Linked DNA regions of Gossypium hirsutum: region 1 is linked to region 2. Evidence: chromatin contacts called from public Hi-C data. All regions are on one chromosome and are shown on one strand. The core of a region is the stretch at or near the end of the contact, and the rest is flanking DNA. Distances in the headings are between cores, read along the strand shown.

What was found. A called contact is a pair of places that touch in the nucleus more often than the background predicts.
Region 1: a contact with region 2 is called in a Hi-C map of leaf, with 1.9 times the contacts expected there. The contact joins the promoter of LOC107952155 here to the promoter of LOC107952149 in region 2. A contact is called at or near these places in 4 of 34 Hi-C or Micro-C datasets (callus and leaf).

What each region holds. Positions count from the first base shown.
Region 1 is chrA04:5,398,931-5,405,232 of Gossypium_hirsutum_v2.1, reverse strand. LOC107952155 (probable disease resistance protein At1g61300) reads left to right here and starts at 1,685. Exons shown (of 3, transcript XR_005925405.1): 1 at 1,685-1,878; 2 at 2,456-5,449.
Region 2 is chrA04:5,259,171-5,265,530 of Gossypium_hirsutum_v2.1, reverse strand. It overlaps LOC107952149 (probable 2-oxoglutarate-dependent dioxygenase AOP1), which reads left to right and starts at 4,454. Exons shown (of 3, transcript XM_016887430.2): 1 at 4,454-5,723. The coding sequence starts at 5,356. LOC121227882 (a long non-coding RNA gene) reads left to right here and starts at 1,425. Exons shown (of 2, transcript XR_005925398.1): 1 at 1,425-1,626; 2 at 1,990-2,620. It overlaps LOC107952151 (a long non-coding RNA gene), which reads right to left and starts at 2,020. Exons shown (of 2, transcript XR_001698796.2): 1 at 1,739-2,020; 2 at 960-1,431.

The DNA.
Region 1 (6,302 bases), core at 436-2,935, 140 kb before region 2:
TTTTTTATTAATAAAGAGGATCCTCGATAAAGCTCTTTTGTAAATCCGATAAAATTTGACATATGGCGATGTTATTTTCCCTCAACATGCCAAATGGAATTTGATATGTAACTTTATATACAAGTATATTAAATATACATAACTAATATACCTTGATTGTATGATACTAATTGTATATATTATAGTATATCATAAAATTAGTTATATGCTTAACATTTAGGTCGCATATCACTAATACAAGAATGCACGTTGTAATATCATAATGTTATAATAATTATTATACATTCACAATTTAATTATATAACAATTAATATATTATATGTCCTTAAAAGTGTATGTATATTATTTTTATAATATAATATATACTAAAGATAATCATGTCGTCACATTACAAAATAAATTCATATTATAAAATTTATTTTAATTATATAAATATTAGTTAATTTTTTATTTTAAATAATTTAACTAATTGAATTTATCAAATGATAAAAGGGATAATCAAAAATTTAGAAATTCAGATGATTTCATCTCATTATTCAGTTTGGTTTACAGAATATAAAAGAATAAAATTTAAGATAAACTACATAAAATTTAAGATTATGACAGTGATGCACTGGGTGGTAATCAAAACAGTATATGTAGAGTAGCTAGAACTACGAGACCCCATCAGGAGGGCGAGGGGTATGAACTTTTGCACATTATAGTGGATGTCCTTTGGAGGGTTGCCGATGTTGCGCCTTAATTCGCTTTGTCAACTAGAGCTCAAAATGCTCTGATTAAGGAATTGAGGAAATACAGTGCCACCGAATTCAAAGGTGTGAAAGGCATTGACCAAAATTTAGAAACCTCCCTATAATTGGTCCAAAATTTTTTCCCTTAAACTTTAGTTAAAAGTCAACAAAAAATATTACATATCAATTACTCAATAAGCTAATGTCTCATGTCCACAATCTGTTAAAAGTAAATGAAAATTTTAATTTTAAATAAATAAAATATAACAGACCCTATTTTAGAGTGACCATGTGTAAAATTTACCCTTTTTTTATCTTCATTCGAACATATTAAAATGATGTTATCCGGCATCTAATTAAATCTTGCACTAATAATCTTACATTCGAATTGAATTTCATGAGAGAACACCTAACATATCTTGGTAAATATTAAATAGAGACACCAATTGTTCTCAAACGTTTTTAATAGGTCAAATTATGTTGTTAGTCTCTGTATTTTGATAAAATTTAAATTTTAATTTATATACTTAAAAAGTTAAAAATTAAATTCTCTTACTTTTTTTCATTTAAAAACTCATTCATACCATTAACATTGCCAGTAATTCTCGTTAAAATCTATCAATTTAGCATGTTGATTAGATAATCTTCATATGACGTTGCATATAATTTATAGAAAATAAATATGTTAAGTTGACAAATTTTGATGGAAATTAGCAACAAAAATAATAATTGAACCTATAAATTTTAAATTGAAAAAGTAAGAGATTGAATTTTTTAACTTTTAAAATACATAGACTAAATCTCAAAATCTAGACAAGTACAAGGACTAGTAGCATATTTTAACCTTTTTAATATATTTTAAATGCTTAAACGTTATGTTTAGACTATATGTTGACCAAAATTATATTGCCGTGTGTGATCAGTATAAAGCAATAAAGTAGCCGGTTGATTCTGTCCTTTGAGGAGGAACCTACCATGAAAGTGGCAGCCATGACCGTAAAACTTGACTCATAATTTTGCTTGTTTTTCTTTTCACTTTCGTCTTCGTCTTACTGTTGTTTTTATTAGTGTTCCCAAAACTCTGTTATCATTTCTTCCTTGTTTCAATCTCAAAGGTCGTGCAGAAGTTGTCAGCGAGCCAGTGAAGGTACAATTGTTGTTTGTAAGTTTGCTTGCTTAATTCATGATATGCTTTTCTTTGCTTTTATCTTGGTCTGGGTTATATAGTTTTCTTTCCCACTTTCACTAAGATTATTAATTTTGGGCCACATAATATGAAATACGAACAACTGTGATAAAATCAGTTGATTTAAATCTGGAGTTAAATCTGAATGAATCAAAACTTCATGAAAATCCAATACATCTCACATATTTGATTATTTCAGAACCTCTCTTGGTTCTGGTTAAGCCTACAATTCCATCTATGTATGTTTGTATGTACGTACGTACGTTATCTGCTACTGCTATAGCAGCTTTGTGTGATTGGTTCACTACTTTATTTTCAGTTCTAATTTGTCAAGCCACAAGTCCGGTGATTTCTACTTTCCATTCTTTGATTGCAGGGCTGTGTTTGTTTTCCTTGGTTGTTTTTATTTTTCCGTCCATGCATCTATTTACATGATTTTTTTCCCAACTTTTTCTCAAAGTTCTTTTGAAACTGATGATTGTTAAGTTGAAAGAATGATAATACATGAAAGAATGACAATATACATATATGATTGTAGGGACATTCTATGGAGTGCATACAACCTGCAGCTAGTATTGCAAATTGTCTCGGAACTCCAGTTTGTAAATACTTGCAATATCACAGAAAGCTGAATGATTATGTGAGAAACTTTAAGAGAATCAGAGATGAATTGAGTAGCAAAATGGAAGATATAGAGCTGCAATTGAAAGCAGAGCTTCTTCATTGTGTGGGGAAGATACCAAAGAAGGAAGTAGAAAATTGGATAGGAAAAGTGAAAGTGATGATTATGGAAGCACAAGATGTTGAAAATAAAGTAAGTAATGGGAGATATCTCTGCCGTGCTTGCAATGGAAAGCTGGTTGATAGAAAGATTCAAGAAATGCAGACATTTCTTGATAAAGCTCCTAATGTCTCCGACAGTCTTGTCATTGATGGTCCAAATGTTGGGTTGCCACTGCCAACATCAGAGCTAGTTGGTGAGAAAGCCGTGAGAAATGAAATTTGGCAATGTTTGATGCAAGAGGAGGTGGGTAAGATTGGGGTTTGGGGGATGGGCGGTGTTGGTAAAACGACCATCATGAAGCACATCCATAATGATCTTTTGAAAGAACATAGTTTTGAAAGGGTAATTTGGGTTACTATATCAAAAGACTTCAGTGTGATGAAGTTACAAGATGATATCGCAAGCGCATTGAAGTTGAAGGGAGATTGGGGCAATGAAAGAGATAAGGTTAGTCGAGCAGCAATCTTGTTGGAATTGTTGAAGAAAGTGGGAAAGCATGTTCTAATCTTAGATGATGTGTGGGACAAAGTCTCTTTGGAGGAAGTTGGGATCCCTGAGCCGAGTAGCAGCAGTGGATGCAAATTGGTGTTAACAACCCGTTCGGAGCAAGTTTGTAAGTATATGGGTTGTAAAGTGATACTAGTGAAGCCCCTTTCAGAAGAAGAGGCATTGATACTATTCTTGAATAAAGTTGGACCTACCATAGTGCAAAGTCCAACTTTAATGCCAACTTTGAGGCTTGCCGTCAAGGAATGTGCGGGTCTACCTCTTACAGTTGTTGTGCTAGCTGGTACCATGAAAGGAGAAGATGACCCTTGTATTTGGAAAAATGCACTCAAGGAACTGAAAGAGCGAGTGGGGATGGTGGAAGGAGTAGAAGCTGAAGTGATCGAGCGTTTGAAATTTAGTTTTGATCACTTAAAAGACGAGAAATTGAAACATTGCTTCTTGTATTGTGCATTATATCCGGAAAATTTTCCAATTTGGGAAGATGAGCTAATCGAGTGTTGGATCGATGAGCGATTCATAGATAAAATGAACACAAGGCAAGAAATGAACGATGAGGGCCATGCTATTTTGAAAAAGTTGGAAGATAATTGCTTGTTGGAAAATGGTACCAATCAATATGATCAGCCTTGCAAGAAGATGCATGATGCAGTGAGAGACATGGCATTATCCATCACAAGTATAAATCCTCGATATATGATACAAGCAGGGCTGCAATTAGAAAAGCTACCAAAAGAGGAGGACTGGATAAGAGATATTGAGAAAGTGTCACTTAGGAATAACTCCATATCAGAGATTCCCATAGACATGTCGCCTCCAAAATGCCAACTGCTTACAACTTTGTTACTAGGGCGGAATCCTATAAAGAAGATCCCAAATTCTTTCTTTATGAACATGCCTTTTCTAAGTGTTCTTGATTTGTCCTTTACGAACATCGAATGTTTGCCAGATTCCATCTCTGACTTAAAGAATCTCACCGCATTGCTGCTTGAAGGTTGTGAAGAGTTAAGAGCTTTGCCTTGTCTTTCAAAGCTTCAAAGATTGAAGAAGCTGGATCTTAATTACACCAGCATTGAAAAAGTCCCTGAAGGCATGGATATGTTGATCAATCTAAGGTATCTTAGCCTTTTTGTTTACACTCTGAAAGTGATACCCACCAGAGTTTTGCCAAAACTCTCTCACCTTCAGCACTTGAAAGTTTATATGCATGATGAAACAAAGGGCCTTAAGGCGGATGAGGTAGTGCCATTGCAAAAATTGGAATGCTTTTATGGACGTTTCGAGAACAGGCATGAACTGAATAAGTTTGTCTCCTCAATGCAGCAATGCAAGAAAAATCTCATCAAGTACCAGTCATATGTAGGCTTATTTTCTCTTGTTGGTTCAGAAGAGAGAGTTGTATCAATCAATGACCTTGAAATTGGTGGCGGTGAGTTAATGTTCCCAGTTGATATGCAAGAACTCAGCATTTCATATTGCCAATATTTGAGACACGTAAGCCATATTTCTTCCTTAAAAAATGTGGTTGACTTGAGGGTATGCAAAATTGGGCACTGTGAAGGAATAGAATGTGTTGTTTCCTTCTCCTCCTTTTCCTCTTCTACTCATCAATTCCAGAGCCTCCAGTGCTTGTTTCTTGTTGATCTGCCAAAGTTGAGTGAAGTTATAAAAGTTGAAGGATATGGTTCAGCAACAACATCAATATTAGCTTCGTCTGCTACCTTTTCCAATCTTAAAGATATTCATATATTGGACTGCCCAAGTATTATGACGTTGCTTCCACATTGGTTGCTTCCCAACCTCCAAAACCTTGAAGAAATAAGTGTGAGGGATTGTGAGAAGCTGGTAGAAATATTTGCAGCAGAAGATGAAGAAAAGGGAAGTGATGCACTAATCAAATTTGACCTTCCCAAACTAAAATTTTTGAACCTAGAGTCATTACCAGAATTGAAAGAGCATTTGTAGTAAAAGTGGAGTGATGGTTTGTGATTCTCTCCAACTTATCGATGTTGATAAATGTGATAAACTGAAGAGAATTCCTCCCTTTGTTTCCTTTGTTGGCAATGGGCAGTCTTATGCACATGCTCCACCTTCTCTTAAGATCAATTCAAGCAGACAATGGTGGGAATCTTTGGAGTGGGATGATCCAAACTTTAAAAATGTTCTTCAACCCCTTTGGCAAGACAAACAGTTTTTAATGGGGAGAGCTTTACATAAAATTAAAGAACTGCTCAACATGAAGTAAGCCTCATCCTTTCATCATTTTCCTTTTTTATACTTTCTAAATCTCAATTCCTCAAAATCTATACATCAAATGTGTTTATACCTAGACTTTTAATATCTATTGATTTATGTTTTGTTAGTGTGGTTTAGGGAAATAATAGAGGAGGAGATCAAAATCAATAATTTAACCAAATATGGAATTAATTTTTTTATTATATAAAATTAAAAATAAGAGATAGGAATCACATAGTTTGAACTCGCATTAAACGGATATCTGATAATATTTTTAACCAGTGTTCCATTCAAGTCAAAGCATAAGACCAAACTTGTGCTTTTAACATTTGGTTATGTTCTATTTAATGCTACACTAGTTTATTTTGCACAACTAAATTTTATTTCTTAGTTATGTGGACTAAAATTCTCTAAGTTGGAAAATCATCATTTATAGTTTTGTCGAAACATTTTTCATTTAAAGATCAACAAACTAATCTAATTAATTTATCCATAGATCAAGTGTTTCTAATTTGATGATTTAGTTCGTTCAAGTCAGGTTTTGGACAACAAGGTTGCTTTTTTTCTTTTCCTCTTTTTTTTTTTTTACTTCAAATTGGTTGAAACGAAATTTAGATTAAATAAATAAAAATGTATTTAAAGTTAATTATAAAAACATATTGGGTAAGTAAACCATAATTTAATTTAATTTAATTTAATATTTATTTTAACTTTTGTACTGTAAGTAAATTATCACTTTGATACATGTACTATTTTTTTAATCAGTTTCGACATCAAAGGCACGTTTTGCAGCCTGTTTCGGTGTGGTTTCGCGACCACATGGGTGGCCACACGGGGGTGTGCCGCACAAGGGCGGTTC
Region 2 (6,360 bases), core at 3,205-5,704:
TACTTTAAAACTCTTAGAAATTTTTTTGAATCAACCTCAAAATCAAGTTAAAATAATTTTAATCATGTAAGAACTATTTTAACTAGTCAAATTATTTTTAAAACAAGTTAGAATAGATATTTTTTGGCCTGTATCTATAGTTTTTAAAATATCGATACCCCTTTGAAAAATAATAACAAATTGACATTATGTTTTTCACAAATTTAGCTAAGTATCGATTCGGTATCAATACCTTTCATATGGTATCGATCAAATTTGTTTGGAATCAATATTTAAGTTTCTACGGTTATTGAATTTTGCATTTAATGCAAAAGTTATTGATTCCTTTTTATCTGGTATCGATACTTGCTATTACATGTGAATTAAATGCACTGGTTTTCATGTCTCCAATGATTATTCATATATCCAACAACTGCAACGGTTGAAAATCAATTAGAGGGTATAAATACTAGCTCTCAAAGATCCTACAACAACCAAGAAAGCATATTCAAGCAAAAAGATCAATCTAAATATTTCTAAATATTTTAGAATAAATTAGGAAAATAAACAATTAACAACCAAGAAGCAAAACAATACCAGATAAGAATTCACCTAGATTTCATCTATCATTATCAATCTAAATTACACAATTTCTTTACTTAGTAACTTGATCTGTAGAAATTCCTAAATTATACTAATATCTCTTTCGAGAGTAAGAGAAACCGACTCTAGTTTGATTAATTAAAATTTCTTTCTAATTAAAACCCCCATTATCACATTAACTTGATCTATGGATTCTCCTATTATATTTTACTCTAATCCAGTAGATTTATGTTGTCTTATTTCTAGGATTACATGCAACTCCACTCAATTACGTAAGATTTACTCTTAAACATGGTCTATTCCTCCTCTAATTTAAGTAAATCAAACATGGATTAATAATATCGAAATATTAAACCAAAAAATTAAGCATACATAAATGAGAACAAGAAACTAAGTATTTATTACGTAAAATAAAAATAAAATGATAGAATTCATCATAGGGTTCATCTCCCATAGGTGTAATAGGCCCATTTCGCCCGGGCCTGTTAGAAAACCAAAAAAACCAAAAAATTAAAAAAAAACAAACAAAAAAATAAACCAAAATAAAAACAATAAAAGTCCATTAGTCCAAAACAGTCCATGACTGAATAAACTTATCCCCATAACCTATTAAATTAAACCCAAATCTATTAATACAAACCTAACCCATTTACAAAATTTCGGGCCCAAACCCGAGACCCAAAATGACCAGAAAAAGGCCCAATAATTAAAAAACACTAGAAAACCTAGAGGTTTTTGGAAAACACCAGCAGCTAGCCATCTCCCCTCACACCGCAACTAGCAGTCGGTCTCCAGCACCACACGTGCGCCACTAGTTCCTCGCGCGCGTCTCCGTTCGTACGGCTATTCCTGTAACGGAACACACGAGAAGAAGGAGCTAACAGAATTTACAGCAAATGACAGCAGGAAAATGTAATTTTATTTTTTATTTACTCTGTAAATTTGGCTATAAAAAGCCATCGAATGTACCTACAGAGGGACGCTCACTGAATACACAATACGCATACAGAATCTAAAATTTTCAAAAAAAAGGATTTCCAAAAGGTGATCTTCTTTAGCTTTTTTAATTGTTCCCTTCTTTTTATTTATTTTTCCAGCAGTTATCTTCATCATATTTGCATGTGGAAACACAAAAGAAAAAAGAGTTAGATTATACCTTTCGAAGCGGTTTTAGCCTCTGTTCACTTCGTTGAGAATAAAGTTGAAAGAGGAAGTTAAAAGTATTATTCATCAAGCCTCAAGATGGCACCAGTGAGGTCCCTAATATCTCTAAAACACCGAGATAAGGGCGAGGGTCTGAGGCTGTTGAATGTTTCGATTTTCAACATTTTCTTTTTTCTCTTGAACAAATAATTTGAGATTTAATTTTTTTTTATAAAAATAAAATAAAATAATTTGGCTTAGCAGATTTTCCCCGAGTGGAGCCTTCGATGGTAAGATCTGGATGTTGTTCATGCGTCATCAGCTACCAAATAAAATGGTGGTTCAATGGCTGCAAATATGAACTCTACATTTTGATTTTGGGGGCTGCATATTAGGTTGAAGGAACGGCTGCATTTAGGGAAGGAAAAAGGGTAAAAAAAAAGGGTTCTAAATAACCTATTGAAGAAACGGTGTCGTCTGCCAGCAAAGGGGGTCCGCGCATTGACCCGAAATATGAACCGGATACGCGCCATTTTGTATGCAAGGGAAATTTGCGCGTTCAATCCTTTGCATTTGCATGCTTTGCTTTGCTTTGCTCTTCAAATTGGCTTACTGTTTTGATTGCATTCTCATTTAAATTCATGACGCAGTGAGGTGACTTAGACTTGGGAAGATTTGCAATATTAATCCCTGTATATTTAGGCGTGTTATGCATTGATTTATTTTATGATCATTGTATTTACAAATTATCCATTTCATCTTGATGCATTTTTAATTGAGTCTTATATTTGTATAATCAGTTGAGTTAGAATACATTTAATATGTGTATGCTTTAATTTATGTTAATAACTCTGTATGTTACATTTGTATAATTATTTTTAGAATATTCTTTTGACATTGTGTATCCTATTTCTTTAAATATTTTTTATGTATTGGTATGTTAATCATTGGTTTAAGTTTTCTATAATAACTATTATTTTGCATGTTGTAATATTTTTTTGTATTATATATTTTTAATAAGTGTTGTTAATATATTTATATACATGAATTATATATTTCTTAATTTATGTTTAATTCGCAAGTCTTTATGTACATATGATACTGTTTTGAAAAATACACCTTTGTATTCATAAAATTATTATTTTAAAAACGTGACTCCATATTATGTTATCCAAGTATGTTATTTAATTTCTCTTTTAAGTAGTTTTAAATAAAATGGTATGTATGATAATATAATTTCACATATATTTATTTTTAAACAAAAGTTTTAAATAAAAAAATCTATCATATGAGTAGTACCTTGCCATGAATTATAATTTTTTCATATTTAGTATATTATTTAAATTATTATTAAACATATGTTTTGTACTTATATTTAATTTGCATCTATTATTAAAACTTTGATATTCTTATGCATATAGATTTTAGTAAATTTATGATTAACTGTATTTTTTTATTTATGTATATAATTTATAATAAAATTAAGTTAATTTTATAATTTATATTTTAATCAAAGGATATTCTGACATATAACTATTTTTAACAATATTTCACATGTATACAACCTATATTAAATTATTTTTCACTATGATATACGGTATAATTTTCAAATAATTTTATGTAAATATTTTCCTATGAATATATATTCTCTTTTAAAATTGTTTATACGTATAATACTTTTTAAGAACCCTTTTAAAATTTTATAATTTATTGTATTCTATATTGTCTTTATGTTTTTATATATATATATTTGGTTACTCATATAACATTACTTTATTTTTTATATACATTATTAATTTTGATTTTTTTAAAATAATTGTACCCAATGTTAATAAAGATTTCATAAATTGATTTTGTATATTATTTTATATCATATATTGTTATACCTTCATACATAATATATTATTTAAATTATCTTGTGAATTATAAATTTTTGAATAAATTTGTGTTTTAAATATTTTATACATAATTTGATTTGAACTTTATAATAACTATTTCAATAAATATATATCCCAAGTTTTATGTAAATGTGTCAACTTATATATGCTATATAATTCTTCATTTTTTTATGCACATTTTGTACATCATTTTATTTTGTGTTATAATTATGTATGATACTTTATATTAATTATTCATTTTCCATGCTTAAAAGTTTTGTTTTTTTTTACAATGATTATTAAATAAGGTTATTTGTATTTTGAGTATATTGTTTCATATGTTTTTTTACAATGTATTAAATATTTCATCAATTTTAAAATGAGTAAACATGTTTTTAAACGAATTTCTAAATTTTTGTTATTCAAGGTTTCGAAATAAGGCAATATCTAGTGTTTGGGGAATTTGGAAGAGTTGTGCTCAATCGTACTGGGTATGACTTTCCCGAAGAACCAAATATTTAGATAACCTCTTTTATAATTTTTCAAAAGTCGAAAATTGATCACTTCTTAAAGGTATAAGGGATCATATCCAATCGTACTGGGTATGAAACCGTATATCTTTGGAACGAGAGATTTACGATCACCAACTTGAACTATTTAAACATTTTTATATATTTCAAAAAATCTTTTCTTTTAAATCTTTAAGGACAACATCAAATCAATTTGGTACCAGTTTTTGGGCGTAATGAGGGTGCTAACCCTTCCTCATACGTAACCGACTCCTGAACCCATTTTTTTTACCTAAACCAAATTTACTTTGTTTTTTTCATTAAATAAAGCATTTTAATAGGCGATCCAATCACACCTAAATCAAAAGATTGGTGGCGACTCCACACTCGGTTTTTAAAGTCGATCCCCATTATTTTCAAAATAAAATAGGGTTTCGACAATAGGTATTTAGAAAAATTAGTTCATACTTGCAAATAAAAACATTCAATATATAGTATAAGAAATAAAGAAATTCATGATTGAAATCAACTGAGAATCTTCAATCTTGATGAAATTTTGCTTCAGAATCACTTCAATGGTGTTTTTCGAGTTGTTTTCTTGAGTATTCTATGACGACTCTCTCATCTCTTCTTATTTTTGTCATATATACGTCTTAAAATGCCCCAAAAATCTAAAAATCACATTTTCTCACAATTTAGAGTGCTAATTCACGAAATCGACACGGTCTACCACATGGTCGTATGGCACGGCCATATGGTCAGGCCGTGTTGAAGGAGTCAGCCCGTGTGGCTCCTGTACCTTACTCCGATATTTTGATTTTCGCTCGTTTTGCTCCCAAATGTTCTTTTAAGTATAAAAATATGAATTTAAAAGATTAAGAGCATAAGATTCATCATTAACATAGAAAAATCACCTAAAATTGCGTTAATAATGAAATTAAAATATGTTACTTTTAGCACTTATCAATGACTGTAATTTCTGACCGCATATGGCCGGTTTCTACTAACAGACAAATAACAAGAAACAAGAAAGAAAAAAAAACAATCCAATTTGGAATGTTAATATCGCTATTCAATATATAGATTATTTGTATCATAGCAATTTGTTTTTTTTTTTCACAAAAAATATACCCATTATTTTTTACCTTTGATTTACAAGGAGGGACTTTCAATGCAATTACAAATCTCATAGATTGTATATAAAAGGTACCATTCAAGCATTATTGTTTGATATAAACATAGAGATGAGCTCAACAACTCCGGCTATGGTTCCAGTTATAGATTTCTCAAACCAAAACCTGAAACCGGGCAGCCCCGAATGGGATCTAGTGAAATCCCAAGTTCGAGAAGCATCGGGGGAGTACGTTTGTTTCGAGGCATTGTTTGATCCAATTCTGGAGCTTCGAAAGGCAGTGTTTGGGGCTTTGCAAGAGACCTTTGACTTGCCTTTACAAACAAAAAAACTGTGTGTTTCCGACAAGCCCTTTCGTGGCTATTCGAATCCTCGATCTGGAGTGTTTCAAAGCTTGGCGATGGATGATGCTTGTATTGCTGAAAACATTGAACGATGCGTCACCAACACTTTATGGCCTCAAGGAAACATAAGTTTCAGGTACGGTAACTAGTATTATGGAAGCCTTTACATTAGGAGTTAGATTATGTCCTGTTTCTTCTACTATAAAATATATTTGAATGTCACATCAAAGAGCAAATTGATTTTTTTGTTAAAATTTTTATCCATTTCTATTATTAAAAACTGGTCCCTTACGTCAGCATGAGATACACGTGGATTATTTGGTTATTCCATTAGCTACACTAATTTTTAATAGTAGAAATGAAATAAATTTTCATTAAAAAAAGACCAGTTTGCTATTTGATTTAATACAGGGACTAATTTGTTCATTTTTTTAAAGTAAAAGATCAAAATGCAATTTAACTCATCATACAACTTTTAGCAAAACTATTAGACTTCTTTGGTTTTTGTTGAGGGGGAATCGACCTCTTTATTTGGAAAAATCTTTGAAGTATCGTTCTCTGAGACGTAGACTCAAACCTTGAATAGTAGAGGTATTGTTCCCGTGGTGTGTATACTTAGTTTTAGTCCTCGGGTTCCAAGTGTTAGTGTTTTTACTCATTAAGAGTACCCTTTAAGGGCATGCGCTCGAACCCACCAAGCCAAAATGATAAAAACAGTTGGTGGACTAGGCACTCTTACCTAAACTTTGTGAACCACTTTGGCTTTCCTCGAA